3 separate regions of the Mus musculus genome follow, and all the other regions are linked to region 3. The links are chromatin contacts, called in public promoter capture Hi-C maps. All regions are on one chromosome and are shown on one strand. The core of a region is the stretch at or near the end of the contact, and the rest is flanking DNA. Distances in the headings are between cores, read along the strand shown.

What was found. Promoter capture Hi-C pulls out the DNA fragments that hold promoters and counts their contacts.
Region 1: a promoter capture Hi-C map of liver shows a contact between it and region 3. The contact joins the promoter of Serpina1e here to the promoter of Serpina3k in region 3. A contact is called at or near these places in 5 of 39 promoter capture datasets (the 3T3-L1 cell line, the SN4741 cell line, cranial neural crest and 2 more) and 2 of 9 other capture datasets (liver and macrophages).
Region 2: a contact with region 3 is called in a promoter capture Hi-C map of liver, with 5 times the contacts expected there. The contact joins the promoter of Serpina12 here to the promoter of Serpina3k in region 3. A contact is called at or near these places in 2 of 39 promoter capture datasets (both in liver), 3 of 484 Hi-C or Micro-C datasets (bone marrow-derived macrophages and liver), 1 of 115 datasets of contacts at active chromatin or transcription factors (liver) and 1 of 9 other capture datasets (macrophages).

What each region holds. Positions count from the first base shown.
Region 1 is chr12:103,955,310-103,958,415 of GRCm38.p6, forward strand. It overlaps Serpina1e (serine (or cysteine) peptidase inhibitor, clade A, member 1E), which reads right to left and starts at 1,588. Exons shown (of 5, transcript NM_009247.2): 1 at 1,548-1,588.
Region 2 is chr12:104,042,994-104,046,017 of GRCm38.p6, forward strand. It overlaps Serpina12 (serine (or cysteine) peptidase inhibitor, clade A (alpha-1 antiproteinase, antitrypsin), member 12), which reads right to left and starts at 1,450. Exons shown (of 5, transcript NM_026535.2): 1 at 1,270-1,450.
Region 3 is chr12:104,337,140-104,339,904 of GRCm38.p6, forward strand. It overlaps Serpina3k (serine (or cysteine) peptidase inhibitor, clade A, member 3K), which reads left to right and starts at 1,347. Exons shown (of 5, transcript NM_011458.2): 1 at 1,347-1,406.

The sequences.
Region 1 (3,106 bases), core at 338-2,837, 380 kb before region 3:
AGATGGTCTCCTGCTAGGCAATGCCAGGCCTGGGTCAGGTGCCTGTCCCATCACCCCCATGTGCACTGCCCGATCGATAGCAGTCATGTACTGTGCAAACACAAGCAATAACTGCAGTCCTTTTGGACATGCTCACAAAATGTGTTTTATACCCAGTTCATCTAACTTTCCCTTCACATTAGTTCTATTTTATAGGGAGAAAAACTGAGGTCCAGACAGGCTAAGTCACATTCTCAACCCCACAGAACCAGCTGGAAAAAGAGCTGGTGTTCAATCTCACACAGTTTAGTTCTAGGTTCTAGCCCTTTTCTATGTACAAAATTGAAGCCAGAACACTTGAAATAGATAGCAGAGGGCGGCTACTGAGGCTCCACTCTATACTAGTGCTAAAATGACAGGTCTAAGGCTGGATTGTTGCTCCTCTGTGTGACCCTACACCCCTTACTTTTGGAACGTCAGTTACCTGAGGAAGATTAAGTGAGTGGTTCAGAGAGCCAGTGTTCAGAGCTCCCAGAAGCACCTATCATTAGCTCTGGCTTTTTCAGGATATTTGTATCCTGGGAATCTGGCTGCCTCGCTCTTGCTTACATTACAAAAGAGCAGGATGATAAACCAAACCAATCTCCATAGAGCAAGGCTGGCCAGAGGGAATGGGTGAAGCTCTTCTGCCTAATAGAGCAGCGAGGTTAGAAGCTATCCAAGGCTACAGCCCAGAGGGGAAGATGTCTCAGTCAGCAAAATCAGGAGCCTGAAGTCTGGAGAAGCTGCCTCAGTTTGAATGGTAGGCTATGTATGATTGGGACAAACTATTATCCTCATCTCCTCATCTGTAAAATGGGAATAAGCCAGTAGCCTCCTCCATGAGGGGCTGTGGAGCTGAAATATTACATGAGTGCTTTGCTTAGAGATGGGACACCTTAGCACGCTCACTCAGGAAGTTGTCTCAAGCCAAGTCTCTCTTTCTCTCTCTCTCTCCTCTCTCTCTCTCTCTCTCTCTCTCTCTCTCTCTCTCTCTCTCTCTCTCTCTCTCTCACACACACACACACACACACACACACACACACACACACACACACACACACACAGATCTCCCAGGCCACTATGCTTGAGACAGCCACCGTGACCTACAGGCTGAGGTCCTAGTATGTGCATCTAGGGTATGGCTGGAGAGCCACAGCTCCCACTGTCCTTCTAGTCTTACCTTGCTTATCCACGATGCAGGGGGTGGGAGCAGGGCTGGAAAAGGGCATACAGGAAAGACTAGCAAAGGGTGGGCACTGTCTACATGGAAATGGCTGTGGCTGCACCTTGGCCCCTACACGTCTTTGTCTCCTGTCACCTGAAGATACTAGCTATCTACTGGGCAGCAAGGTTCAAGAAGGGAGCTTAGGGATTGATGTTCCCATGGCAACAAGAGGCCTAGGTGCCACAGGTGTGATTGACTTTATCATCCCTGTATTACCCCTGCTCCCAGAAGGGCTGCCTGCTTGGGAAGTGCAGAGACTCAGGGGCCCCTCCAATATTTCCCCTGGGAAAAATATACTCACAGCTTGCTGTCTCAGAGCTGGGTGGTGACCGAGGCTGAGGAGACAGAGCCCTGTCCTAGTCTGTATTTAAGCAGTGGGAGCCAAGGGGGATATGGGGGAGTTTGCTAGTGAATATTAACCAATGTCACCACAGTTATTGGTAGAGCAAACAGAGAGGGGCTATGTCCATCGATTGGGCACTGAGGTACCACCCACACTGTTCGGGACAGAGCTCAGCTCTCTCTGGTCCTAAATCAATGGAGTCTTAAGCAAAGCAGTTAGAACACCCATCCCTCATAAACACAACAAACACAACATCCGGTGTCCAAGGTGTGTCTGGTGTCCTGAGTCACATTGCCTCTAGGAAGACACAACATGGCTGGCTGGTCCTGTACTCTCCTGGGCAATGCTTGGGTTGCTCACATGTAAGCAAAGTCAATATTTACTGAGCCATCTGCTTCCAGATGCCTGGGGCAGAAGATTCACTGCCTCCACCAGGGGCTCAGAGTAGGTTATGTGCCCACCTGACAAATGGAGACACAGGACCAAAACAAAGAGATTGCTCCTTGCGAGTGTAGATATGAATTCTTTGTTTCCTTTGCAGGAGAATGGACTCTGACTGACAGGAAATTCCTGACAGGCTGGTGCACAGTGGCCAGGGGACAGGCTAGGGGGCAGAGAATAGCTCTGTAAGGAAGAGCTGGGCTGCCCTTAGAAAGGTTAATTGACCTCTCTGAACCAGAGACATTTCCAGAATGGCAGATTGGTAGCCATCATGGTTGCTAAGGGTACAGGAAGCTTGAATAAAACATGCGCATTGTAAGTCTTTTGTCTCAGTCTAAGAAGTTCTTTCCAGCCTTCCCATCTCCCACCCTCCCCTCCTCTGAGCTGGGCCTGTTCCACATTGATTCCAGGAAGCTAGTATGCGGATTTTCCTTCTAGATGGGGACTTTCCTTAGGGATGGGGAGACTAGGAAGGAGCAGTCTCTCTGCTCCGGGACATGGAGAGGGTGGTCACAGCTCTTGAAGGTCTGTCTGGTTTGGTTGGAGAAGGTTAGGTTTGAGGCAAATGGGCTCAATACTATGATCCTCTTCAAAATCTCGATCATATCCCATCAGCCCTGTGATGGGCACAGGTGGTGAGTTCACATTCCCACCCCCACAACCCCACTCCTCCTTGGTTCCAGCTCTCCTGCTCTCCTGGCCCTTGGCCGGGCACAGCAAGAATGAGGTGGATGAGTGATGGTCACATTTCCACCTTCTGCCAGTCACTGGCTCCCCTGTGATCCACCTTAGGACTCAGCCTAATAGATGTTCCACAGGATCCTACAGCGCCTGAGGTTAGACCTCAACCCATCAGACAAACCTTTTCACCTCCTGGTGCCTCCCTGTCTCCACCTCTAAGATGCAGATTATGATGGCACAAAGCTGCTGCAAGAACTACATACAGCAAGGGAAACTCGGAGCCTAGGGCTCAAGGTATCTAGACAGCTATTTGGAATGATGCTCTTATCAATACTGGGGCTCCTTTGTCACACTGGGTGGGGGTGGAGACATAGGGTGTGTAGCATTCTGTGCCC
Region 2 (3,024 bases), core at 200-2,699, 290 kb before region 3:
AGGGACCAACTATGGTACTGGTGGGGTTGCACAATGCTTCTCTGGTTAATAGCAGTTGGCTAGAGAAGTCAGTAATAACCAGAATACATGGAGTAAAGACAATCTATTCTCTGGGCAGAGATTTAGACTCATTCACTTTGGAAGAGGAGGTCCCACGTCCACCTCTCTCCTAACAGTGCCACCTCTTTCCTCCTTGACAAAGCCACTGGCCATCTAGCCCTTCTCCAGCCAGTGAGACCAATGCATATGGCTGCTTCTGACGAGTTTCCACCCATGCTGTCTTGAGCTTTAAGCAACCACAGAGCTCGCCGTCCTGTGGGGGACATCCCAGGTTGGCTGCCTACATCAAGCACCTTTCTTTCCATACCCAAAGGACCCTGTGCTCTCTGGGGCCTCAGCTTCCCTCAGATCCTTCCTGGAGTTTGTCAGGATGCAACACTTGGATCTGTCTAGAGCTCTCTGGAGCTGAGAGATTCCAAAGACCCTTCCCAGAGATGTAACAAAGTACTTCAAGAGAGGAGCCAAGACATCCTGGATACACTTTAGGACTCACCTGTTTTAAGGGACTGATGATGTTTTAAGATAAAATTATCTAGAGGCAATGAACATGACATTATTTTTCAAAGCAAGTTGAGAACTAAATGGAAAGACATCTGCCCCACAAGAGAACTCTAACGCTCATTTCTTGGAGAACAGAGGCCGGAATGGCTTTCCTTATTAATTTGTCCTGCAGAATTTCCTTTGCATTCTTTTCAAACATAGTTTTTAAGTGCTGAATGTAATATCAACAACACTCAGGAGGCCAAGAGAGAAGGGTAGCCTGGGCTATATATTAAAACCTTGAGAGAGAGAGAGAGAGAGAGAGAGAGAGAGAGAGAGAGAGAGAGAGAGTTTTCCCCCATGAACTTGTAAGTTGATAGATACTTCCTGGCTCAGCAGCTCAACTGGAAGGAAGCAAACAGCCACAGAGGCCAACTGCGGCAAGCAGAGGGCAGCGAGGACGGCCTTGCTTCTGAAGAGCTCCCTTCTCTCCCTTTCCCCACCCTGTGCAGTTTTCTTCTAAAAATTTCTCAGAAGTAAGTATCCATGGAAACGAACCGAGCCCCCACTGTACCTGCCCGGCACACCCCCAGGGGCTGCTCTTACACACATTAGAAATCCTCCACATTTCTAGAGAGTACAGTGCCCTTCAGCCTTTTATCCTGGAGTTGTCCTCGTGAGCTATAGACTAGAAACTCTACATCTTTCCAGAAGGGGTTGCATACTCACAGTGGGTCCAGGCGCCATCCACAGGGCCAAACGGGCCTGCCTGGTTTGTTTTATTATTTATACCTCCAGGGCCTCCTGAAGAGGCAGAGTGTGGCCAATTGAAGCTGCTGGAGTCAGTCAATGGGCTTCCAGGAGCCGTGGCCACACCACTTCCCCTGAAGGATCCTCCTCATCTCCCACCTCTGGAGCCTAACCACAGCAAGGAGATATGTGCAGACCACGCCCCCTGGGCGGGAGCTACCTCAACGCAGGCCACTCATACCTTTTGCAACTTTCTTTCTATTTTTTTTTTTTTAAGTTTCTCAATCACTGTCTGGAGATTGGGAGAGTCAACAGGGGGACCCGCCTTTGATGATATTGAAATGTCAACCCCTCAGTCACCTTTGTCCTCCATTTTAAGGGATGAGAGCGTTCGGGTAGAGGGTCATTCCTTCACCTTATCTTTGCCTTCACTCTTTTGTTTGTTTGTTTGTTTGTTTGTTTTTTGTTTTTGTTTTTTCAAGATAGGGTTTCTCTGTGTAGCCCTGGCTGTCCTCGAACTCACTTTGTAGACCAGGCTGGCCTCGAACTCAGAAATCCGCCTGCCTCTGCCTCCCAAGTGCTGGGATTAAAGGCATGCGACACCACCGCCCGACGCCTTCACTCTTTATTTAGCTATGCTTCATGTTAGTCATCAGCTCTGACCTCTGACCCGTGACGATCCTTTAGAGGAGTGGTCTGAGAATGGATGAGCAGATAAACAGACCCGTCCATCGTTCCTGTTGGAGTGACGAACCAAAGACCTCAATGGCTGATCTTGACTGTCAAGTCGATGGGATGTAGACTCACCATGGAAACAGATCTGTGCAGGGCATTGCTTTAGATTCATTCAGGTGAGAAGATCCACCCTAAGTGTGGACCATAAGCCTTTAGTGGACTGAGGTCCTAGACTGAAGGAAAGGAGAGACTGAACGAGGCTCCAGTGTTCATCTTCCCGTTTCCATGGAAGCAGCTGCCTCCCGTTGTTGTGGCTGCTCTTTCACCATGGATGGGACCCTCAGACTGTGAGCCAGAATAAACACTTCCTTCCTTAAGCTGTTCTTGTCAGGTTCCCTGTCACAGCAATGAGACAAAGTCTAACAGGAAAGTCTAACAGTCTATCAGTCTATCAGTCTAACTGATGTGCCAGTGTTTGGAGTCACTTCAGAAAGTGACTTTGTGTTTCTGTCACATATTTGATGACATGATGCTTGGGCTTTGTTCCTCTTTGGTTTTTCTGCATTTCCCAGATTACATATTCCTTGGGAGTTAAATTATAGATGTTTAAAAATAAAATAATAAAATTCTTCTTCCTACTGTTTTCACTTCCAGAGTCAGACGAGATGATGTCGGCACCTTCCAAAACCAGTGGTCCTGGTTAGGAAAAGCAGTAGCCCCACAGGTCAATTTTCAATTCTACTAATGAGCTACGGTGTACAGCAGACTCATTGGATATTCCTTTCCCCAAAAGTGATGATTCCCAGTAGCTTCTGTGACCCTGGAAGATGTGACTCTCATCTCCATGCGAGCAGGCGGCAATCCAAGAGAATGTTTATCCAGAAATTGTTTAGCTGTGAACTGTTGTGGTCATGACCCCAATCATTGAGGCTGTGGGTAACAGGGAACTTGGGACTCGGAGCCCTCAGCAGGAAGAGCCCTGAGCCAGCCAAGCCCCCGCCCCCAGAGACTAGGCCTGCCTGGGGACACGTATGCTGGAATCAGAAGCAACATACAGTC
Region 3 (2,765 bases), core at 97-2,596:
CCAGCAGACCCTGAACTGTAGACTTTGAAACTGTGAGTCAAACCAAACCTTTGCTTTGCTCAATGGGTTCTCCTAGATCACTCAGTTCTATTCCATTGATCAACATGCCTGTCTTCATGCCAATACCATGGGGGTTTATTACTATTGCTCTGTAGTACAGCTTGAAACCAGGGATGGTGGTACAGATATAGAAGTTCTTTTATTATACAAGATTTTTTTTACCTATCCTGGGTGTTTTGTTTTTCCATATGAAGTTGAGAAATGCTCTTTCAAGGCCTGTAAAGAATTGTGTTGGAACTTTAATGGGAATTTCACTGAATCAGTAGACTGCTCTTGTTAGAATGTCTATTTTTACTAGGCTAATCCTACCAATCCATGAGCATGGATATCTTGCCATATTCTAATATCTTCCTCAATTTCTTTCCTCAGACAGTAGAACCTCTTGTCCTGCAGGATGTTTCCTTGCCTGGTTGGAGTTAAACCAAGATATTTGATGTTACTTGTGGCTATTGTGCAGGATGTTTGCTCTCAGTTCTTCCACTTAATATTTGTATAAAGGAGGGCTACTGATTTTTTTTAGTTAGTATTCAGTGTTCATTTTTAAATGACTTAGACTATAAAGCTGCAGCCCTCGTTGGTGAAAAGTAGGTGTCTTAGTCAGCGTTTCTATTCCTGCACAAACATCATGACCAAGAAGCAAGTTGGCAAGAAAAGGGTTTATTCAGCTTACACTTCCATACTGCTGTTCATCACCAAAGGAAGTCAAGACTGGAACTCAAGCAGGTCAGGAAGCAGGAGCTGATGCATAGGCCATGGAGGGATGTTCTACACTGGCTTGCTTCCCAGGCTTGCTCAGCTTGCACTCTTATAGAACCCAAGACTCCCAGCCCAGAAATGGTCCCACCCACAAGGGGCCTTTCCCCCTTGATCACTAATTGAGAAAATGCCTTAGAGTTGGATCTCCTTGAGGCATTTCCTCAACTGAAGCTCCTTTCTCTGTGATAACTCCAGCTGTGTCAAGTTGACACAAAACTAGCCAGTACAGTAGGGTAGAGATCATGCATTCTGGTTTTGCTTCTGACTTCTTCCCCTTTCCACATTGTCTTTGAAACATTTGACAAACAAAATACATACCCAGGAGATCCAATGGGCTTGTACAGAGAAGAGTTGGGAATTGCCCCATCAGGAGGCAGTTCTGATAGAGACTACAAATCCATATTACCAGGAATCTTCTTGTCTGACGAATTGTAAACCGAACACAGGGCACAACTTGTCCATGCCAACATTTCCTAAGAGGAGGGAGGAGCCCTTGGGAGGAATAAATAGGCATCACTGTTCACTGGGGAGATGCCAGGCAAGCCAACAACCCTGAACATCAGGAGTCAGCTATCACAGAGGCTCTGCAGGTAATGCCCGGGATTCCTTGACTCCAGGGACAGAAAAGGCACTGTCCCAGGACTGTATGGTACTAGCTATGGCCTACAACATGTGTGTGGCTGAGGCAAGGGCTTTGGATGAGATACTAGGCTACAATCAGGGAACATTTCTGGGTTCACAGAATCTTCTCTCTGGTCTGTTTCTCTTGCCAAAGGAAGATGCAGATGCTGTGGTCTCTGCTCATAGACAATAAATGGAAGCTGCTCCTCTGACTCTACTGGGATGAAGTTTTGAGAACTTGCGTGGCATGCTGCTGTGATAGCTAGGCTGAGACAGGACTGTTGCACAGTCACTCTGGATGAGGCGACACTTCTGTCTTGCTCACATCACAAAGGCAATGCCTGGGGGTGGGTGTTGGGACCCCACTTCCTTCTTAGATCACAGATCCCCTGGCAGACAGGTTTCACCCTCAACTAGCGAACCAAAGAATGCCCATTCACTGAGCCATGTCTCTTGCCATACCAACTGAGCAACCTCTTTTCTCTGAAAATAATTGTGGGACAAAATACTGTTGAGTGCCTTTCCATAGAAATGGTTGCATCAGTGTGAAAGTAAAGTACAGAGTAAAGGCAGACAAGTTGTTGAGGTTCTGGGCTCCTCTGTAGGCATGTCACAGCAATGGGGACAAGTGGTTTAGTGCCAACACACCCTTCTCTGCTTTCTCCAGCTCCCTGTGTGCTCCTTTTGTCTTCTCTCCCAGCCTAATTCTCTTCACTTCATCCTGCTTTCTCTCCATCTCCCTCTTCCTACTCCCCTCTCCTCCCTCTTCCTATCTCCTTGCACCCTTTTTTCCCATTTCTATCTCCTTACTTTCTCCAAACTTCTACTCTCTGATCTCGCCTCTCTCCTCCCTCCTTTCTCTTCTCTCCCCTCTCCTTGCTACTCCCTCTTTTCCCTCTACTCATCCTCCTCTCTCCTTTTCCCTACCTCCTCTCTCATTTCCCCTCTTCGCTCTCTCTTCTCTCCACTCCTTCCTCTGTCTCCCATTCCTTTACCATCTACCTTCAACTTTACACCTGAATAAATGATCAGAGGCCAAAGGTATATAGCCTTGATTGCAAGCTTTCAACTATACTTCATTAGGATGCCTGTGGCCCTCACGCTGGTTGTATATGGAGGAGATGGACCCCTAGACATTTCCTACCATGACCCCCCAATGCCAACAACAAGCCAGCCACTTAACAATAATGTAACCTGGTCCCCTCACTGAGCTGCACAGAGAGGTCTACCCATTTGATTGCTATCACACAGCCAACATGAAATCTGGCGCAGATATCAGAGACTGATACTGATACTCTTTCTTCTTCCTGCCAGGAGGCTTTTCAAGC